2 separate regions of the Ovis aries genome follow, and region 2 is linked to region 1. A link is a contact called in public Hi-C data. All regions are on one chromosome and are shown on one strand. Each heading gives the region's core, a stretch centred on a gene start, on an enhancer-like site or on the middle of the called end of the contact. The rest is flanking DNA. Distances are from core to core; before and after follow the strand shown.

Region 1 (4,586 bases), core at 1,020-3,519:
TCTCCTGGAATAGCTCTCCAGAGCTTGCAAGCCAGCTCTAGTCCAATATCAAAGACTGTGCTCTTTTCAAATTCTTAGATGCCACACTCCTACCTACCAAGATTGTGGTGTGCCACAACTAACTTTAGCCCCACTCTCCTGGTCTGAAATAGTCACCTAAACCACAGGGGAAAGTATTACCCATGATTTCCTAGATCTATGTAAGGAAGATGCTTCCAAACCCAAATGCTATAAAATTGTATTTACTTGTCCCAACTCCTTCCCACTAGGGTTCAGATCACCCTTTGCCTGCATATGTTTTGCAATACCTGTTGGCTCTTTATCTCTGCCCACTCCTCTAGCATGCTCCCTCCACTTGAGAAATGTAGGCAGCACTTGGCTTCATAAATTTTCAAACTTCTCATCAGCTAATAAAAGGGTGTTTAGAGTTGGCAAAGGAATTATTGCATAGGAATTTCATTTGCCAACTGCCTACCAATAGTTAATTTCCCAGGTGGTCCTTAATTAGATTTATCCACTGAAAGAGAAGGAAGAGGACTAATGATCACCCTTCAGACAGGAAGACTGAGTCTGAGGAAGCTCTCTATAGCACCAAAGACTCCAACTGCATTATTGCAATGGACCAGTGTTTTTGTCTTACATTCGTAGTAAAGTTAGAAGCTCCTTTTAAATCTCTTATAGCAGAAATTCCCATCTGCTATGGTCAACATAATAAATTTTTATAAAGCTAAATATATGCAATATGAAGGACTAGCCTCTACTGTGAGATTAGGCCCTTCCTGAATTTTGTTGTTGCTGTTAAAGAGTTGTGTGCATGTGTGCTTGGTAGTGTCCAGCTCTTTGCAAACCCATGGGATTCTCCAGGCCAGAATAGAGTATTTCTTTTAAAAGTAAAAGGTGGTAACAGAAGATGGTAAGACTTGTTTATGTCTTTACTTGGCACTTTAAAAAGCTGGTAATCCTATACTAATTTCCAAAATACAGTAAAACTGGAAAACGGGGATCCTCATCCCTAAAGTGGTTAGCTCAGCTGGTCACCAAGGAGATGATATCTATGACTACATACATGCATATTTAAATTGATCTCATATGGGTGGAGGGGCTTCTAAACTCTATTCTAAACTCATCATTCTCTACAGATCTCAAGCTGAAGCACAGAAATTAAGCAGGCCCTGTAGATATAGGTTGAATCCGTTCATACAGATTCAAGTTAGGTAGTTTCCTCGGAAATATACCTATCTGCTGCTGCTGCTGCTGCTGCTGCTAAGTCGCTTCAGTCGTGTCCGACTCTATGCGACTCCATAGACCGCTTCCCACCAGGCTCCCCTGTCCCTGGGATTCTCCAGGCACGAATACTGGAGTGGGTTGCCATTTCCTTCTCCAATGCATGAAAGTGAAAAGTGAAAGTGAAGTCGCTCAGTTGTTTCCGACTCTTAGCGACCCCATGGTCAGCAGCCTACCAGGCTCCTCCATCCATGGGGTTTTCCAGGCAAGAGTACTGGAGTGGGGTGCCATTGCTTTCTCCAATACCTACCTGAGAAACCCTCAACTATATATGCAATATTCTGAGATGGGTATTGGTCCTTTGCCTCAATAACAACTTTATTAAAAGGATTTTACTGTATTCCATTCACAAGGACACCCGGACAGTGATGGGCACAAAGCAAGTGTTCAGTAATTACTTATTTTCAACAGTATCCTAGAAGCTGGGGATACTGATCCTGAAAAGGCTCCACTTAAAACGGAGGGAAACGCGTTGGGCATTCTCTCGGGGCTCCCCTGGGCTCCACTTGTGATGGAGGAACTAGCGGTCACCTGTGAACCCCGTGGCTGAAGAGTAAGGCAAAGGCGGGGCCGACGGGACGGGTGAATGGCTCTGCAATCCCGTCCGCGCGCGTAGGGTGACTTTTCCCGGCTAGGACTTTGCCTAGGGAGTGGGAACTGTACCAGGCGCCGGCGTCCAGCCCTCTGGCTGTAACGGGATGCCGTGCAGCAGGCAAGTGCCTCTGCCCCCTGGCGCCCGTTCCCCCGGCTTCGGATGAAATTGTGACCCATCGCCCCCTTCCCAGCCCTTGGAACCCGGCCCTATCGCTCCGGGCGCGCAGCCTATCACGTGGCGCGGCGGTGATGGGGGGGCGGGGGGACCGCGGCTCCGCGGTTATTGGTGGACGGCTTTCGTCTCGGGCGCGCCCATTGGCTGCGGGGGGCGTTCACGGGAAAGGGGGGTCTGGGAAGGGGTCCCGAGTTAGGAGAGGTGGCCTGAAAGTTAAAGAGAGCCGCGCGGCGGCTGGGAGTTAGAGTCCCAGGTGAGGGGCAGCAGGGAGGAGGCGGGCGGGCTGGTCTAGCGCACGGACGGATGCGGCTGCCCGCGGAGGGCGCCCACCTGAGCCCCGGGCCCCGCTCCTGCTGTCGCCGCCGCTGCCCCTGCCACCTTGGCTGGGATGCTGCCGCAGGCTGGCGCCTCTGCACTTCGGGGCTTATGAGCTGTACCAGGTACGTCCCCCAGCAAGCCCGCAAGGCCCGGTGCCCTACCGCAGAAACGGCGACGAGGGCACGCATCAGGGACCCTCTCTGGTTCCTGCCGCACACACTTTCTCAGGCCAGCTTGCAGTTACACTCTGGGCATGGGACACTGTAGAAGGGCTTGAGGAAACTGTTGCTTCCTCGTGGAGAGGGCAATGCAGGGACCAGAGGTTGGATGGAGCCTGGCCGCACCCACGTGATGCACCGGTTGGGGGTCCTGGTCATGATGGGAGGCTGGGGCTGGGAGTCCAGACCACTTTTGGTCCCTACTGTGCCGAGTTCGAACCTGACACTAGGCTTTTCCGCCTGGGAACCGACACTCCTAGAGCTGAGCCCTGGGATCTTGAGCACAAGGGAAAGTCGCGGCGTCTCTCACCCCGCCTCGATTGCCCGTTACAACGTAGGGAAACACACTGGGTGATCTCTCAGGTCGCCGAGGGCTACGGAACACGGATCCGCACCGGCGGCTGGGGCCACTCTGAGCCGAGCCACCTCGGGTCCCCGGCCCCCAGACGGGCCGTCCTGGGCCGGCGGGGTCGAGGTGGCCGCGCGGGGACGCTCTCGTGGCGCCTCTCCGTCCGGGGTGGCCCCGCCGCCCCGCCCTGGTATGATAACTAGGGCTCCTCCTCCTCGTCGTCTTCCTCCCCCTGCCGGTCACAACTCCGGGAACCCAGCCCAAGCCCTGCCTCCCGGACACACACCGAGGCTCACGTAGTCTGGTGGCGGCAGCTTCCCCTGCCACCTCCCTCCGGGTTCTCCGATGCGGCGAGCCAGCTGGAAAGGGGGCTTCCCCGCGGCCCCACAGGGGGGGCCCCCCCCCCCCCCGCCCAGGCGAAGGATCTCGGGGAGGTGTTGGGGGCGGGATGCAGCCCGGGCCTGGCTGGACCCAGGAGACAGTGACCTGTGGGATCTTCGAAGCCAGGACGCCCTGGCCTGCCCCCGTGTCCTGTTCCAGCCACCCTTTTGAGTCCAGAGAAAGAGGTGTGGAAGCGACTCAGTGCAAAAGAGGGAGCAGAGAGCCCAGAACATACTAGAAGGTTTGGGCTTTCTCCTGGTATTGTTTGCTGCAGAAGAGGAGGAAATTGAGAACCTGGAGAGTTGCTAGAAGATGTTGGGGCCTGTGGTCTGTGTGGCCAGGCCTCCCTGGGAGACCCACGGCCCAGGAGAAGCCAGAGGAAGGCCTTCAGGCTGGGGTGCAGAGGAGAAGAGGAAATGGTTCATTTGGCAGGGTTGTCCAGGAGCCAAGACTGAAGTGAAGACAGCTGGAGGATTTACCCCAAAAGTAAAGTTGAGGTATTTAGGGAAAAGTTAGGGGAAAGAAGAACCATCAGGCAGTATTGGCAACCCAGAATGTCAGAGCTCAAAGGGATCTCAGGGGAGAAGCTCAAGCCCAGAGAGGTTGAGTAATTTGCCCTGAGTGCCACAGCGTCATGTAGGCGGTCCTAGGCCAGTGCGCTATATTTCATATTGGACACTTTTAGATGCAGACACTGGGCCATTTTAACTTATCTCTTTCCTATAATATGTAACTTCATCCACAGATATTTATCTCAGAGATGCTTTGGATGGTGGTGACAGAATAAAGGAGTCCAAGTGGCATCTAGGGCTGTGAATAACGGCCCCATGGTCAGAGAACCATGGGAAAGATGCCAACTTTGTTCACACTATGGCAGCCAAACCTTTTGGGAGCAAATAGAGAAATGCCAAAAGGGGTAGGTGACCATGTCTTTAAAACAAAAATTATACCTGGTAACTTGGTTGTGAATGCTTACCTTCACAATGTAGCTTCAGTGTTCCTGGTGAGTTATTGGTGTGTCTGATATTTCTGTCTTTTCTTATCAGGGTGCAAGAGAATGGGGGAGGCAATGTGTTGGCCTCAATACAAAAGAAAAAGATTTGCCTTCTATAAAAGGCACAGCCAGAGAGTCAGTAGTTCAGCTGCTTGAAACTGTGAAGGTTATAGGGTTATTTTCTGTACAAGTTGATAGACTTTAGAGAAAAATCACCATGACGTGTAACCCTCGCAAGCTATCTTGAGAGGGTGTGTTGTTTGTCACTAGTGG
Region 2 (4,586 bases), core at 692-3,191, 68 kb before region 1:
GTAGTATAAAGATCTTGAACCATGGCCCATCGTGGTGGGAAAATCATGCCAGAGGAAGGAAGTCTCAGGCCCAGTGAAAACCCAGTGCTGGGGTATTCCAGAGATGCCTTGTAAAGATGTAAGCGATCACCTACTCATTTGAATTCTTCAATTGCCTCCATTGTTCAGGATGTCCCAGACAGCCTAGGGTGCTATAAGAGCGTGTGTAATAGATGTTCCCATCCAAAGAGGTCTCTGGTTTCTTGGCTCTTGCAGTGCTTATAAAATTTGTATTTGTATAAAAGGCAAAGCAATGTATACAATGTAAGAAGCCTTGGTGCTCTAAAGTTCTAGATCCGTTTAGTTAAAATGCTAACATATAATTTTTCGATCTTAATTATCCACTCCCTAAATGTGTGGTTCCTGGGAAATATCACCTCAATGGGTTTCACCTAGGGTCCTCATTTTAGTTTTTATAAAATCGCATGTTTCTGGAAAAGGGAAGATGAAGAATATAGAAGCAAAGCAGAGAGGTACGTGTACATAGTGTGTGTGTGTGTGTGTGTGTGTGTGTGTGTGTGTGTGGTAATGGGTGTACTGATAAGGGAACATAAAACCAGAAAAAAAAGCCAAATGTAAGCCATGGTGCTATCATGGGGGAGACCATCTACCAGGGTTGAGGGTTTAGAATACTGCATAAGACAAGTGATATTCTGAGTTTGTTTGAATGAATCTCCCAGTCTCCTGATTTCACTTTTAACGGGAACAAAGATAATGACCATTTTGTGTGAAGTCTCTGCTCTAAATCAATCACAGTGCCATTCCTTCAATAAGTCGTTTCTGAGACACTTTGGTGTGCACAGCACTGTCCAGAGCGCCAGGCAACCTGAAGAGGTCTAAGATATACCACGACTCTCCACGAGCTTGGAGTTTAGTTGAGCAGACAGTGCATACACAAGTTCAAAGGCAAGCAACACTAAGAAACTTGCAGCAATGAAAAGGCTGTCATAGGGTGATGGTTTATAAATGTCCCTGCAGAGTCCTAAAGGAAAGATTAGATCCTTCTAGAACTAAAGGCTGCAGTAAGAGATGTGAATTCAGAGCTATCCTGGTAGACTGGACTCAGGGCAAGGAAAAATGGAGAGCAGAAACTTCAAAAATGGAAAACGAGGATAAAATGGCCTAGCTGTTTTTGTTTGTTTTTCACTGGTTTGTGTTAATAGATTTCATGGATCAGATCTGGGATTCAGGAGAAAATCACTGAACACATTTATAATAAAATGCAAGTCAAATTTCAGTCAATCTCTCAGCTTCTAACAGGTCTTTCTTTCAGTCGCATCCCTACTCCAAACAAATAAGCAAACAAACATATGACTTAATGACCAGCTCACACTATGATCCCTGTCAGTGGGAAACTAGATCTCGGCCAAGGGCATGGTCATTTAAAAGGGTCCAGTTTGGTCCTCAATATAAACTGGTCATTACAGAACATGTGAGACTTGACCCTCCTGCAGGAACCTGCCCAGTGTGGCTAAAATTGGCCTCCTGAGTTAGACATCGTTAAGGAGAGAAAATACACCATGGGCTGAGGGCCTTTCAAAAGTCTTTTCTTTCTGTAAAAGGAAATGAGGCCAAAGTCAGCAAGCAGAGTAGACTCAAATTTATAAATGCTATCTAGATTCTACCTCAGGAATGTGAAGGAAATTTAGGTCTCCCTTAAGCAATGTCTTTTTATCCAATTTGCTTTAAAAAAAAAAAAAAAAGCTGTTGTGTTTGAGGTTACCATCCCTTTTCTGTTATTTTTGAAAATTCTGCTGCTTTAAAATAAAAGCCTAGTATATGGAATATCAGAAGTGATGACTGTTTTAAACAAAGAAGCCCTTTTCTCCATCCTCTGTCCCAGGCCTCTGCACACGGGCGTGAGACCGACCTGCTCTTTGGACCTCAGAATGAGTGAGCACACTCGGGCGTGATCAGCCTGCCCTTTATCCCTCCGAGATCGGGGTGTTCCTCCATCCAGCCCGGGAGGCCAGCAAACCATTGTGCAATCTGTTCCCCACACACAGGCCCTATGGGATTGCTACACTGCCTTTTCCTTTTATTAGAAGGGAAAAATCGATCCTCCTAAATGGTAAGTCCGCTATTGCGAGGAAGCTGAAAGGGTTGCATGGGTTTTGGCTAGTGGCTTACTAGGTTCCCTTTTTCCTAGCTCTACTGGAAACAGCCAGTTAGAAGCAGTCCCAAGGATCCTAATCTCTCCCTTCTAGAACCTCTACCTTCACCTAACTCCTATACCTCCCTGGCAATAAAACCATCAGCGTAAAACCTACATCATGCCACGTTCTTGATGGCAGGCATACTCTTTCTGGCTTTCTAATCAGGAAGACCTAGAGGCAATGAACACAGAGGACTCCATGGACCAGCTAGAAAACTCCAATGTGTTGTGGATTTAATGGGGTCTATGCACCTGCCCAGGGACCCTGGAAGGGATTACCCCTGTCCTGGGGGAACAGGGATACTGTGACTCCATTCCAGCCCTTTGGTACCCCATAGGAACACTGACCAGTGTTATCTTAGGAGTTTTCCAGGGAAGCTCAAACTTTACAGTTTAATGGGAGATGTTCTGATTTACCAAGGTTGGCTCCACTTTTTAAAACACTGTAAAAGCCAGACAAAATACATCTGAGGGCTATGTTCAGCCTTCAGGCTGCCACTGTGAGACGTCTGCCATCTTGGAATGGACTTTTGGACTCAGAGGGAGAGGGAGAGGGTGGGATGATTTGGGAGAATGGCATTCTAACATGTATACTATCATGTAAGATTTGAATTGCCAGTATATGTCTGACGCAGGATACAGCATGCTTGGGGCTGGTGCATGGGGATGACCCAGAGAGATGTTATGGGGAGGGAGGTGGGAGGGGGGTTCATGTTTGGGAACGCATGTAAGAATTAAAGATTTTAAAATTAAAGAAAAAGAAAAGAAAAAAAAATAAATTAAAAAAAAAACACAAAACACTGTAAAAGCCAGACAAAATACATCTGAGGGCTATGTTCAGCCTTCAGGCTGCCACTGTGAGACGTCTGCCATCTTGGATGGGACCAGCCCCTTCTGACTGCATGGGAGCTGACAGGTGATGGAAGCTTCTAGTGTGAATGCCTACCTGGTCACCATCAGCACAGAGGGGTGGGTGCAGGCGTTATCTATGTTAGCTGGACTTTGCATTCTGTATTTGTACAAGAGATAACATGCTCACCACACACTGAGTTCACAGATGGTGAATGTCTGCTCTCCTCTGCTAGGGTATCAAGGAGGGAATAAAACAGAGCATGAATCTCCACTTCTTTCTTTCTTCCTCTGCTGGCAAAGCATGGGTGGGCTTAGTAAAGATGGTACCAGGATAGACTGAACAGCCTAGATGTCCCTGACTGGGTGGACTGGGGGGGAAAGTTGTGGGGTTAGCCATGTGAATGAACTCTCATTCCACCCAAACATCCGCAGGGATATCGTATTGCGTGGAAACTATAGAAAGTGGCTGTTCAGTCTGGGTGTCCTCTCCCTGCCTGGCTAGACACTGTCTCTCATAGATTGCTCCTTTTCAAGCCTCCTACATACACATAACACACACAGCTGCTGCTCTCTGGGTGCCCACTGCGGCTTCCTACTCTCACTTCCATTCACATACCAACATACTGGGCCTGGCATCAAAATTTCCACTTCCTCCTACCCAATCCAAATGTGTTCTAATCATCCAGTTCCAGAAGAGGGCAACTATGGATAGAAGTCACTTCAGCCTCTAGAGCTACACTGTCTGAGGCAAATATTATGTGAGCCACAAGTGTAATTTTAAATTTGCAACTAGCCGCATTTTAACAATCCAGCCCCTCATATTCTTCATAATCTATTTTATTTGATCCAATGTACCCCAAGTATCATTTCAACGTGTAATTGATATTTTTAAAATTGTTAATGAGATCTTTTACATTTTTTGTAGTCAGCCTTTGAAATCTGGTGTCTATTTTGTTCTTAGTGCACTTCCCAATTTGTACTAGCCACATTTTAAGTTGTTCAAGTCTTATGAGGCTAGTGACTACTGTTTAGATAGCACAGCTCTAGAATATAAAGAAAGAAATTTCCCTAATGTCGTGATCAAATTTCTACCTCCAAGTTTTTGTTAATGAGGAAATCTAATTGCCTAAAATATCCCATAGTGACATATTTGAATAAAATTCAAAATGTTTTTGACAAATTAAAATGGTTCATTGATTCTTGCAAAGTAAATGTCAACTAGACTAAATGTAAAATTCTATATTCAGGCTCATAGAAGTCAGGCATATAAATATAGTAGGAGGAGACTGGCTTGGCAGTTCATCTGAAAAGAAAAATCTGTTTAACTTGGTCACAATCTCCTAAGAGCTACATCGTGATAGGATTTTTAAAAAAATCCACACAATCAATATAGTAACCCCACATACAGGAAATAATCAGTCAGAACTAGTGCTGAATTAAAGAGTGTGTCAGTTATGCTTTTATTCAGGGCTCCAGACTACAAAACGCTTAACATACAGGATGTGTAAGAAGATGGAGAAAATGTCATTTACCAGATTTC

The links. A called contact is a pair of places that touch in the nucleus more often than the background predicts.
Region 2: a Hi-C map of liver shows a contact between it and region 1, with 3 times the contacts expected there. The contact joins the enhancer-like site here to the promoter of PPP1R3B in region 1. A contact is called at or near these places in 2 of 16 Hi-C or Micro-C datasets (both in liver).

Annotation. Positions count from the first base shown.
Region 1 is chr26:24,332,969-24,337,554 of ARS-UI_Ramb_v3.0, reverse strand. PPP1R3B (protein phosphatase 1 regulatory subunit 3B) reads left to right here and starts at 2,269. Exons shown (of 2, transcript XM_012105852.4): 1 at 2,269-2,493. The coding sequence starts at 2,357.
Region 2 is chr26:24,400,621-24,405,206 of ARS-UI_Ramb_v3.0, reverse strand. No RefSeq gene overlaps it. Among named protein-coding and RNA genes, the nearest start is that of PPP1R3B, 68 kb to the right of the region's middle. Within about 2 kb of position 1,941, at least 3 of the 54 cell types and tissues checked have an H3K27ac peak or open chromatin away from gene starts, as enhancers often do. A contact at or near this core is called in liver, where this site is marked.